Linked DNA regions of Mus musculus: regions 1 and 3 are each linked to region 2. Evidence: chromatin contacts called from public capture Hi-C and promoter capture Hi-C data. All regions are on one chromosome and are shown on one strand. The core of a region is the stretch at or near the end of the contact, and the rest is flanking DNA. Distances in the headings are between cores, read along the strand shown.

Evidence for each region. Promoter capture Hi-C pulls out the DNA fragments that hold promoters and counts their contacts. Capture Hi-C pulls out chosen DNA fragments and counts their contacts.
Region 1: a promoter capture Hi-C map of embryonic stem cells shows a contact between it and region 2, with 4 times the contacts expected there. The contact joins the promoter of Pcbp2 here to the promoter of Larp4 in region 2. A contact is called at or near these places in 2 of 39 promoter capture datasets (embryonic stem cells and hippocampal neurons).
Region 3: a capture Hi-C map of macrophages shows a contact between it and region 2, with 7 times the contacts expected there. The contact joins the promoter of Aaas here to the promoter of Larp4 in region 2. A contact is called at or near these places in 4 of 39 promoter capture datasets (hippocampal neurons, liver, neutrophils and 1 more) and 1 of 9 other capture datasets (macrophages).

What each region holds. Positions count from the first base shown.
Region 1 is chr15:102,469,188-102,472,272 of GRCm38.p6, forward strand. Pcbp2 (poly(rC) binding protein 2) reads left to right here and starts at 1,445. Exons shown (of 15, transcript NM_001103165.1): 1 at 1,445-1,616. It overlaps Gm36331 (a long non-coding RNA gene), which reads right to left and starts at 1,309. Exons shown (of 2, transcript XR_384469.3): 1 at 1,068-1,309; 2 at 254-534.
Region 2 is chr15:99,971,087-99,974,303 of GRCm38.p6, forward strand. It overlaps Larp4 (La ribonucleoprotein domain family, member 4), which reads left to right and starts at 1,694. Exons shown (of 16, transcript NM_001024526.2): 1 at 1,694-1,897. The coding sequence starts at 1,880. 2310068J16Rik (RIKEN cDNA 2310068J16 gene) reads right to left here and starts at 2,201. Exons shown (of 1, transcript NR_028124.1): 1 at 1,081-2,201.
Region 3 is chr15:102,349,338-102,352,741 of GRCm38.p6, forward strand. Aaas (achalasia, adrenocortical insufficiency, alacrimia) reads right to left here and starts at 1,422. Exons shown (of 16, transcript NM_153416.2): 1 at 1,159-1,422; 2 at 616-743. The coding sequence starts at 1,281. It overlaps Gm36246 (predicted gene, 36246), which reads left to right and starts at 1,490. Exons shown (of 3, transcript NR_155425.1): 1 at 1,490-1,575.

The sequences.
Region 1 (3,085 bases), core at 195-2,694, 2.5 Mb after region 2:
GTCGGTACTGGTGATTGAACACTGAATCTCTGGGAGAACAGTTGGAGAACTATTGAGACATCGTCCCAGTCCTAACAGCCAGTGCGATGGAAAGGGCGTTTGCCATCACGCCTGATGTCCTGAGTCCGATCTTCAGGACCCGCTTGGTTGAAGGAGAAAACTGACTCCTCCTGAAAATCCTCCTTTGACTTCTTCCTGCCTGCTGTGGTGTAAGTACACACACACACACACTCAGTTTGTATACACACATACAAACCGTTTAAAAAAAGGTTTATTGCCTTTTTAAAGACACCAGGATAGTTGTCTTGTGTTGTGTACAAAATTCTGTGTTTTCAAGATGTCTTTTTTTTTTTTTTTTTTTTTTTTTTTTAAGGAGCAACAGGCAACAATAAAGCAGCGTTGCTCTACAGTCCAAGGTGGCCTGAGGTTCACCTTTGTCATCCTTAAGTTCCCCAATGGTATCAGCTTGTATCACACACTGTGCTTGGCCACAGAGTACCTTCTTGTACTGATGTTTAACTTGTTCTTTCGTTCCTATAAATGGATAATTAGACTTAATAAAAAGATTAACCAATTTGGGCAGGAATTCTAGATTATACAGTACTTCTTATATAATAGTGAGATATTCACATGATCAATGTTGTCCTAATACAGTGAAGTTTTAAAGTTACTTTTCTTTCTTTCTTTTTTTTTTTCTTTTCTTTCTTTCTTTTGATTTCTAAAAAGCCCTGTCTGTCCTGGAACTCACTCTGTAGACCAGGGTGGACTCGAACTCAGAGATCTTCCTGACTCTGCCTTTCCAGTGTTGGAATCAAGTTGGGTACCACCACCGTCTGATTTAAGAACATTCTTTTACGTTTTAATTCTTTATTATAATTATTATTGCCTGATTCAGTATCTGGGCTGCAAAATAATGATGTTTTCATTTCTTCTGCACTCACTAAAGTGGATTATTTTTAGAGTAAGCAGTTTGCCTGACACTTTCAGTCTGGCCATTCGTTTTTTATTTTAGACAACTGTTATTTTCCTTTCCCTCCCTCCTATCTTGATCCCAAAGCATTGGCCACCTCTTCGTATTTAGGCCTGAGCTTTCCAGTTCTTCCGCTAGAGGCCACTGGTATCCTCCGCGCCTCTGCGCTGCCGCTCTATCTCAGACCTCGCCGCTGGTTACTGGCCGTCTCGCTGGTGCCGACGCTGTCCAAGGAGCCGCTCTAGGCTCCGGGAAGGCGGTCCGCATTGCGTGGGGAAAGTGTGGACGACGCAGTCGACTCGCCGGCCCCCGGGGCGGTTAGCGCTTCCGGGGTCGAAGGGTGCGCGGGGTTGAAAGCGGCCCGCTCCGCCCCGTCCCCCTCCCAGACCAGCAGAGGCAGCAGCCGGAGCAGCCGCAGCCTGCGCCCTCTCCCGCCCGCCCGCCCTCCGCCCGCCCGCCCGCCCTCCGCCGCCCTCCACCCGCCCCGGGGTCTCTCTCCCCCTTCCTCCTCCTCACCCCCCCCTCCTCCGCCCGCTAGCGGGGCCCCCCTCGCCTTCCCGCCCGCCCCTATTGTTCCGCCCCCGGCCTCCCGCCCTTCCCCTTCCCGCCCGCTCCCCTTTTCCCCTCAGTCGACTCGCGCCTCCAGGTAAGCTTAAAATCTTCTGCTCCGCCGCCGGCAATAGCTTCTTCTTCCACTCGTGACATCCTTCTTGGCGGACTCCGGCCCTATTCTGGAGCCTCGGCCTCTCGTAGACCCGCATGAGCGTCTACTACTTCACTCTGCCTGCCCGGGCATTCACGCGAGGCCCTGGCTCCGGCGCGGCCTAGTAGGCCTCGCGCAGAGCCTGCCCCCTCCCCCCTCCCTCCCGGTGGCGGCTGCGCAGGAGTCAGGGAGGGCGCGCGCGCGGCAGGGGGGGCGGCGGTGGATTTGTTGGTTGAGGGGGGTTGGGGAGGCGATGGCCGGCTTGCTGGCGGGGCGGGTGAGCGCGGCTCCCCGCGGGGGTCAGGCGCTGGCGCAGACACACGAGGAGGCGCTGCTTGTCCGGCCCCTCCCCCTGGGTCGCAGCGCCCCCCCCTGACCGAACCGTTTATTCACCCCCTTTCCCAGTCAAGGGAAAGGGGGGGGGCTTTTTTTTTTTAAGTGGAAAATGCTTGGATGACCCGGGCGGGGGAGGGGAGTGGGGAGCTGCAGAGTTAAAGGGTAGGCGGACTCCCTGTTACCGAGTTACTCTGACGTTCTCTCGGGTAACGAATTTTGAAATTACAAAATGCCTGCCGCTATAAACCAGACCGAGCTATTTATAGAGGGGTAATTGACTGCAGGATTAACAGCTGGATTCCCAGGATGGGGTACACTTAGATTGACCTACTCAGGAGAGGAATTGACAGGTTTCTCAGATTACTTACATGACTTGGAGTTAAAAAAAATACATCTTCGTGCTTTACTTAAGAAATGAATTTGTAGCTAGGTTTTCAGTTTCTTTGCCTTTTGAACTTGTATAACTGTATTTCTAAGGTGATTAATATAACAGTGGGGAAGTGGAACTAACAGTTTTATACTGTATGAGGGGGTGTTAATCTTGCAGACTCAGTGAACAAGCATTGTTTTTCCATAAATGAGATGTTGATTTGTGAGGTTTTTTTTTTTTTGACAGCAATTAACTGTTTTCTGGAAATAGGGAACTGATGTGCTTTAGGGATGCATTTATGTAATCACTTACATCCTGAAGTAACCAGAAGATAGTTTGCATTATATAGAGTGGTGTGACAGTCACTTTAAAGTGCTTTAAACATACTTAAAGTATGGACTTGGGATTCAGAGTTTGGAGGCCAGCCTGGTGTTAATAGTTACATTCAGTACTGGGCAACATAGTGAGGCCCTGTCTCAAAAAAACAAAACAAAAAACCCAACAGTATGTGTATTGTGTGTGTTTATGGCAAAGTGAAAACTGACTGGTTTTATGAAGGGACAAAATTAGTTGTAGGAGGAGAGAAATCATTGATACTGATTTGAAGGGATGAATACTTGCCATGCTATTGGAGAAATTTCAGGGCTTGAGACTCTTGGAACTGTCAGTGTTTGGTGTTAAAGTATTAAAAACAAAAATATCAAAA
Region 2 (3,217 bases), core at 444-2,943:
CAGAGGCAATGTAAGAAAGTGAGTCTCTTGTGAGGCAAAGGAAAGGGGGTTATATGGGTTAAGAAAAAGAAAGTTGGGGCTGGGTGTAGTGGTGCATACCTTAATCCCATCACTGAGCAGGTACAGGCAGGAGGATCTCTGAGCTTGAGGTCAACCTGGTCTACAAAGTGAGTTCCTGGACAGCCAGGAATACACAGAAAGATGTTGTCATGGGGAGGTAGACTTGTGGGGAGGGGAAGGGAGAAAGTAAGCAAAAGAAACAGAAAGGAAAGAATTGAAAGGTTAGGCCTGCAGAGATGGTCTAACCTTTTTTGTTAAGAGCACTGGTTGCTTTTGTTGAGGACTCAGGTTCAGTTCCCAGGCATGCAGGAGGGAGCATATACATGCCTGCAGGCAAAGAGCCATATGTATAGAATGAAAATAAATTTTTAAGAAAGATAAAGAGGGCTGGGCATGGTGGCACACACCTTTAATCTCAGCACTCGGTGGGGGTGGGGGTGGGGGTGCACAGGCAGGCGGATTTCTGAGTTCTAGGCCAGCCAGGTCCACAAAGTGAGTTCTAGGACAGCCAAGATCTACACAGAGAAACCCTGTCTCAAAGTGGGGAAAAAAAAAAAAAAAAAAAACAAGAAAACAAGCAAGAGTTGATGAAATGAAAACATCACTTTAAGGTGTTGTTCCAGCATTCAGGTGGCAGATAGGTAGATCTCTGTGAGTTCAAGCCAGCCTGGTCTACAAAGTGAGTTCCGGGAACAACCTAGTCTACACAGAAACCCTGTCTCAAAAAAACGGAAACACACACACACACAAATATATATATGTAAATTTTTTATTTTTTTGTTTTTTTTGAGACAGAGTTTCTCTGTGTAGCCCTGGCTGTCCTGGAACTCCCTCTGTAGACCATGCTGGCCTTGAATTCAGAAATCCGCTTGCCTCTGCCTCCCAAGTACTGGGATTAAAGGCGTGTGCCACCACGCCCGGCTCATGTTTTTTTAAATTAAAAAAAAAAAAAGTGTTTGAAACTGGAGCAATAGAGACTGGTAGAGGAAGAATAACTCTAGTAAAAATAATTAAATATTTGTATACTATTTTATTTGACTATGAAAACATAATAAAGAAGAGATCTAGGCTAATTATTTTTAGTAGAGCATTAAGCATCACAGCGGAGCATCATTATGTTAATGAGACCTGATTCCGAGGGGCTTGGGCTAAAGTTTTATCAAAGTTGTAGCGAAAGGAATCTGACTGTTCCAGCACTCCTCCAACAATACATTCATAGGGTCTTAAGATTAACTTATGCAAAATGCTTAGTAAAGTACAAGCACTGAGTAGCTGAAGAGTATCTTAGCTCCCTCTTCAGCTTTTTTTTTTTTTTTTCTAATGAGGGGCGGGAGGAGCCAGTACGTCATCAGCAGGGGCGGGTGCACTCGGTCGCTTTTTAATCGGACCTAGGTTTTTAACCACGAATCTGCGCAAGGGTTAGCAGTGCGGTGTCAGCTTTTTGGTAGAAAGTACAAATGCTTTAGTGAGCGTTTTGCACAGCCCGGCGCGGCCTCCCGGGCGTCGACCCACACGCGACACGTACCACACACTTTCGCCTTCGCCGCCACAGACGAGCCTGCCGGAGCGAAGCACGCACAGGGGCGGGCAGGCCCTCCGCCCCCGGAAGCAGTTTTCCTCCAGAACCGGAAACAGTTGTTGCTTCCCGGGAGGAGGGACTGGGCGGGTCAGGGCGCAGCGGCTGACGGCGGGGGAGGAGCCGGGTCCACTGCCGGGTGGAGGGGCAAGGCGAGTGTCCTTATCCTACCGACCGGGGCCCGGGCCTGGGAGCCAGTTGGAGTCGCGGCAGCGTGAACGATCGGGCCGAGCGGAAGCAGACATGTTGCTCTTCGTTGAGGTGAGTGGCTCGGGTCGCCCGGTCGGGCTCTGAGAAGAGCCGGAGTGTTCGGGGCGCGGGCCGGTCCCACCGCCATGTGACTTTCCAGGCCGTCCACGCCGCGGAGCCCGACGAGAGGCTGACACAGCACCTGGGCCGTGCAGGCCGTGCAGCCCCGCTGTGCCCTCCGCAGGCCCGAGGAGCCTGTGTGGGTCGAGGCCCCCGGCGGCAGGGAAAGGGAAGGCGGCGCGTCGGGGGCTGGGCTGAGGTGGCGTGAGGAGCCGAGGGAGCCGAGGGTGTCCCATATGGAGCTCCTGAAGGAGGCGAGCGGGCGGGCGGGCGGCGGGGGCGGAGCCTGCGGAGAAAGGGCGATCAGGTGGGCGCGCTGGGGGTGAGCGAGGCCTCGCGGGGCCGCCTGGGACGGAGCGAGCAACATGTGGGAGCGCGGGAGAAGGGGAACTGCGGGCGCGGTGGGGTTTTGTCTCGCTAACTGGGGAGGGGCGTGTTGTTGTTGTTTTTTTTTTTTTTTAAGAGAGTAGAAAGCTCGCCCGCTCCCCCCACCTCCGGACCCCCCAAGCTGCACCAAAATTTTGTTGGGTTGCGTCCGCCGGCTCTGGAACGTTCGAGGGGGGTGCGGGGGGAGAAAGCGAGCTGGTGCGAACGGCGAAGCCCCACAGGGGTCGGAAGCCTTGAAAGGCACCGCTCTGACCTTTTGTAAAAGTTACTCGGGCTGCGGCTGCGTGGTGCGGGTTGATTCCGCGAACCTGTTCGGGGCCAGTTACAAGGAAAATTGCAAAGGAGGAGAGAAACTTAGGTGAAGCCGGGGTTTTGTGGTGGTGTTGGATCGGTGGAAATACCGTTTCTATTGGACCGTCTACCGTCCGCCTGTTTGAGATTTCAAGGTAGTGATTACCTGTCTTAGACAAATAATGAAGTTTAATTTCTCTCGTTTCTGCCCGGTTGTGTTGAGTGAGCATCAGCTGACTGCCTGGCAAATGCTTTGAGTAGATTCCAGATCATATTGTTCTTACATTGTGAAAACGTCAATCCAGCAAAGCTGCAACTTTGCAACTTGGCATTTGTTAACTATGCCCATAAAAAGAATCTTTTCATGAGAGACGGAATCACAGGTTGTATAATGGACTTGGAAGATGGGGCTAACTTAGGGGCAAAGAGTGTTCAGAGTGGTGGTGGGAGAATCTTAGGGTAGTCTGGCATAAAGTAAATAAGCAATTCTTATTTTTCATTGTGTATATTCGTTGTACTTGGTATTGTGTTACATAAGGACATTTTCACACAAACACGTGTATTGTATATTAAGCAAATAACTGCTTATATCTT
Region 3 (3,404 bases), core at 172-2,671, 2.4 Mb after region 2:
CTGTGTAGCCCTGGCTGTCCTGGAACTCACTCTGTAGACCAGGCTGGCCTCGAACTCAGAAATCCGCCCGCCTCTGCCTCCGGAGTGCTGGGATTAAAGGCGTGAGCCACCACGCCCGGCACCAGGGATTCTTTTTACAGATAATGGCAATGATAATAATGGGGATGGCAAACACATCAAGGGATTAATGTGCCAGGAAATGCTTCTATGTGCTTTGTATCTATTTAGTCACCATGGTTTAAAGGGGTTTGGCTTTAGGACAGAGTAATTATGTAACTTTTCCAAACGTACAGTTAAAAAAAAAAAAGATAGCACAGCTTTAATTCTTACATGTCCTACATATTAACGAATCAATTCAACCTTTTCCTAACTTTCCTGAGCTTCAGATAAAAGCAAATGAGGTCGGTGCTGAGAGCAGGTTTGTAAAATCAAGCCAAGCTATTAGGGATAAATGAGGTTTCTGGTACACCCTTGAGTTTTACAATAAAAATGGATCACCTAATATGATTTGTGGTAATATGAAGACACAGACTGCAATAAGCAGCCATTCAAGAGCTGCCCAAAGCAGGCTCGGTAGACCATGGCCTATTTAAGCCACTGTTTGCTATGCCTCACCAAACATTGATGCATCTCTTCCACACTTGCTCACGGTGATGGATGAAGGCAGTTCTTGTACCATGGTCCAGCCTCCCTGGGGCTTTTAGGGGATCCTTGGTCAGGTGTAGGACAGGAAGATTGATCCACTATACCTCAGAAGAGAGGGAGGCAGTCAGTCTCTTCCCCAAATCTTAACAGAACTCCTTGCCATCTCCAACCTATGGCATAAGAGATTCCACGGCCCCATTTCCCATACCCACAAATGTAACACTTGTGGGACAGAAAATTTTCAGTCCTCATCTGCAAACCACAATCGTTTTTCACAGGGTTGACACTAGAGAAGACCTGATGGACGGCATCCATCATCTTCTCTACCCCTCCTAGAACCTCCTCACATGCCTTGGCATGCCTAACTGGGTAACACAGGCCCTAAAATATATTTCGTTCTCTCCAGTCTCCTGTGGGAGTCATGCCGTTCCCAATCACTTGTGAGCGAGCCCCGCCGCGTCGCCTCTATTCCCACTTTCCGCATCCCCACCGCAGCGTTCCCACCCGGACCACCTGGCCCCGAAAGTCGGGAGGCGGGCTCTCATAGCTGTTGCCGGTCACCAGCTCGTTATTGTGCTCATACAGGGTGACTTGACCTCTAGGCGGCGGCGGGGGGAACAACCCCAGGGAGCACATCTTGCCAGTCCGGAGAGCGTCTGGAATCGACAGGCTCCCGGCTGGTGACGACTGCGCTCCCCGGAATCTTAGTTCCCGGGCTAGATTCGTGTGAGGACGGGTAGCCGTACAGGACAAACGACTGCGCGAAGCTGAACGGAAGTGCAAGGAAGAAAGTTCCGAGTCGGGTTTCGGGACGGACTTCCGGGACTTCCTGGCGCGCCCCCTTGCGTACGGAGCGGGCACGACGCTGACACGTCCGAGGACCGACCTGTGGCGTAAGGAGCGCCGCGGTTTGGTTTTGGTTTGTTTCCTGTAAGACTACTGTTTTTTCCAACTCTGAATCCCCAGCAGCGTCTCCCACTCACTTACTTAGTACGGAAAAAGCCCAAAATAAGCCAGGTTTAGGAAAGTACCTAATTAAACTCTCCAACCCCCGTAAATATCCTTGAGGAATATACAGACGATGTCATCCTACCAGTGAGCTTTCCCCGCCCCCCCACCTCCAAAAAAAAAACAAAAAAGACTTTAGAGGACAGTCAGAACGGACTTCACAGGGTAAGGCGTCCTGAAAGAGAGAGACGGACACTGGAAGGACAGTAACTTTTCCCGAGTATATCACTAACAAACGCTTCTATAATCCTTACAATAACCCCAAAAGTGCACCGTTGAACTACCAGTAGCAAAATGACACAGATTGGACCAAAATACACACAAACCAGACATTGGTGGGGCATATTGGCCCAAGGCTGTAATGCCTACAGGATGTGGACAAGAATAAAAGGTTAGTGTAGACTGCGTAGCAAGCCCCTGCCTCCAAATACCGTTGACTCCGATCTGTAATCCCAGCATTGGGAGGTACAGGCAGGAGGATCACTGAATGTCCACTCCATAGTTCTCTTCCAACTTGAGATACATACCACCCTGACTTTGTCTTATTTAGGCTTTGTTGTTTGTTTGTTTGTTTGTTTTAAGATTTGTTTTATTTATATGAGTACACTCTCATGGTTTTCAGACACACCAGAAGAGGGTATCTGATTCCATTACAGATGGTTGTGAGCCACCATGTGGTTGCTGGGAATTGAACTCAGGACTTCTAGAAGAGCAGTCAGTGCTCTTAACTGCTGAGCCATCTCTCCAGCCCTAGGCTTTATTTTGAGGCAGGGTATGGCTATGTTGCTCTGGCTAGCACGGAACTTGCTATGTAGACATGACTGACCTTGAATTCATAGAGATTCATACCTCTATCTCCCAAGAGTGCTGAGATTAAAGATCTACCACCATGCTCTCCTGAGACCTTTTCTGAAACTGAAGGGGTTGGGGGGGGGGCTAGAACTACAGAGAGATGTTTAGATGGTTTAATTCTAACTTAATTCAATTGTGAGCTCAAAATCTGAATAGACAAATGGGAGGGAAGTGTGGGATGGTGAGACTCACAGGAACGGTATTAGCCTTTCCCTGCTATTGCTATCTCTCTGCTTCCTGGCCATTATGAATAAGCAAACTCTTCCACCTGCTCCTGAATCTATGATGCTCTGCCTCACCTGACACCCAAAGAAATGGACTCACCTAGCCTTTAATTGAAACTGACTCTGAGCCTGACCCTCCTCCTCGAGAGCACTTTTGTCACTGGGCATGGTGGTGCATGCACACCTGTAGTACTATACAGGGAGTATAAGGGGCTTTTAAAAATATTTTTTTAATTTGTGTTTTGCCTGTATGCACCTATGTGCACCACATGCATGCAGTGTCCACAGCAGCCAGTAAAGGGCGCTGGACTCCCCTGGAACAGGAGTTACAGATGGTTCTGAATCATCATGTAGATTTGGGGAACAGAACCAGGATCCTCTGCAAGAACAGTAACTGCTCTTAGCCACTGAGCCATCTCTCTGGCCCCCAAATAACTTTTTGCTTTGTTTTGTTTTTCAATAGAAGGATTCTCTGTGTAGCCCTGTCTGTCCTAGAATTCACTCCATAGGTACCCCAGTCTGGCCTCAAAACTCAGAGTTCCATCTTCCTCTGCCTCCCAAGTACAGGGATTAAAGGTGCCACCACTGCCACCATCACCTGGCTCTTAGTTTGGTTTTCATTTCCCAATAAATTAACTCTTTAAAAAGAAAAACTAAACGTATTAGCCTGGCCTA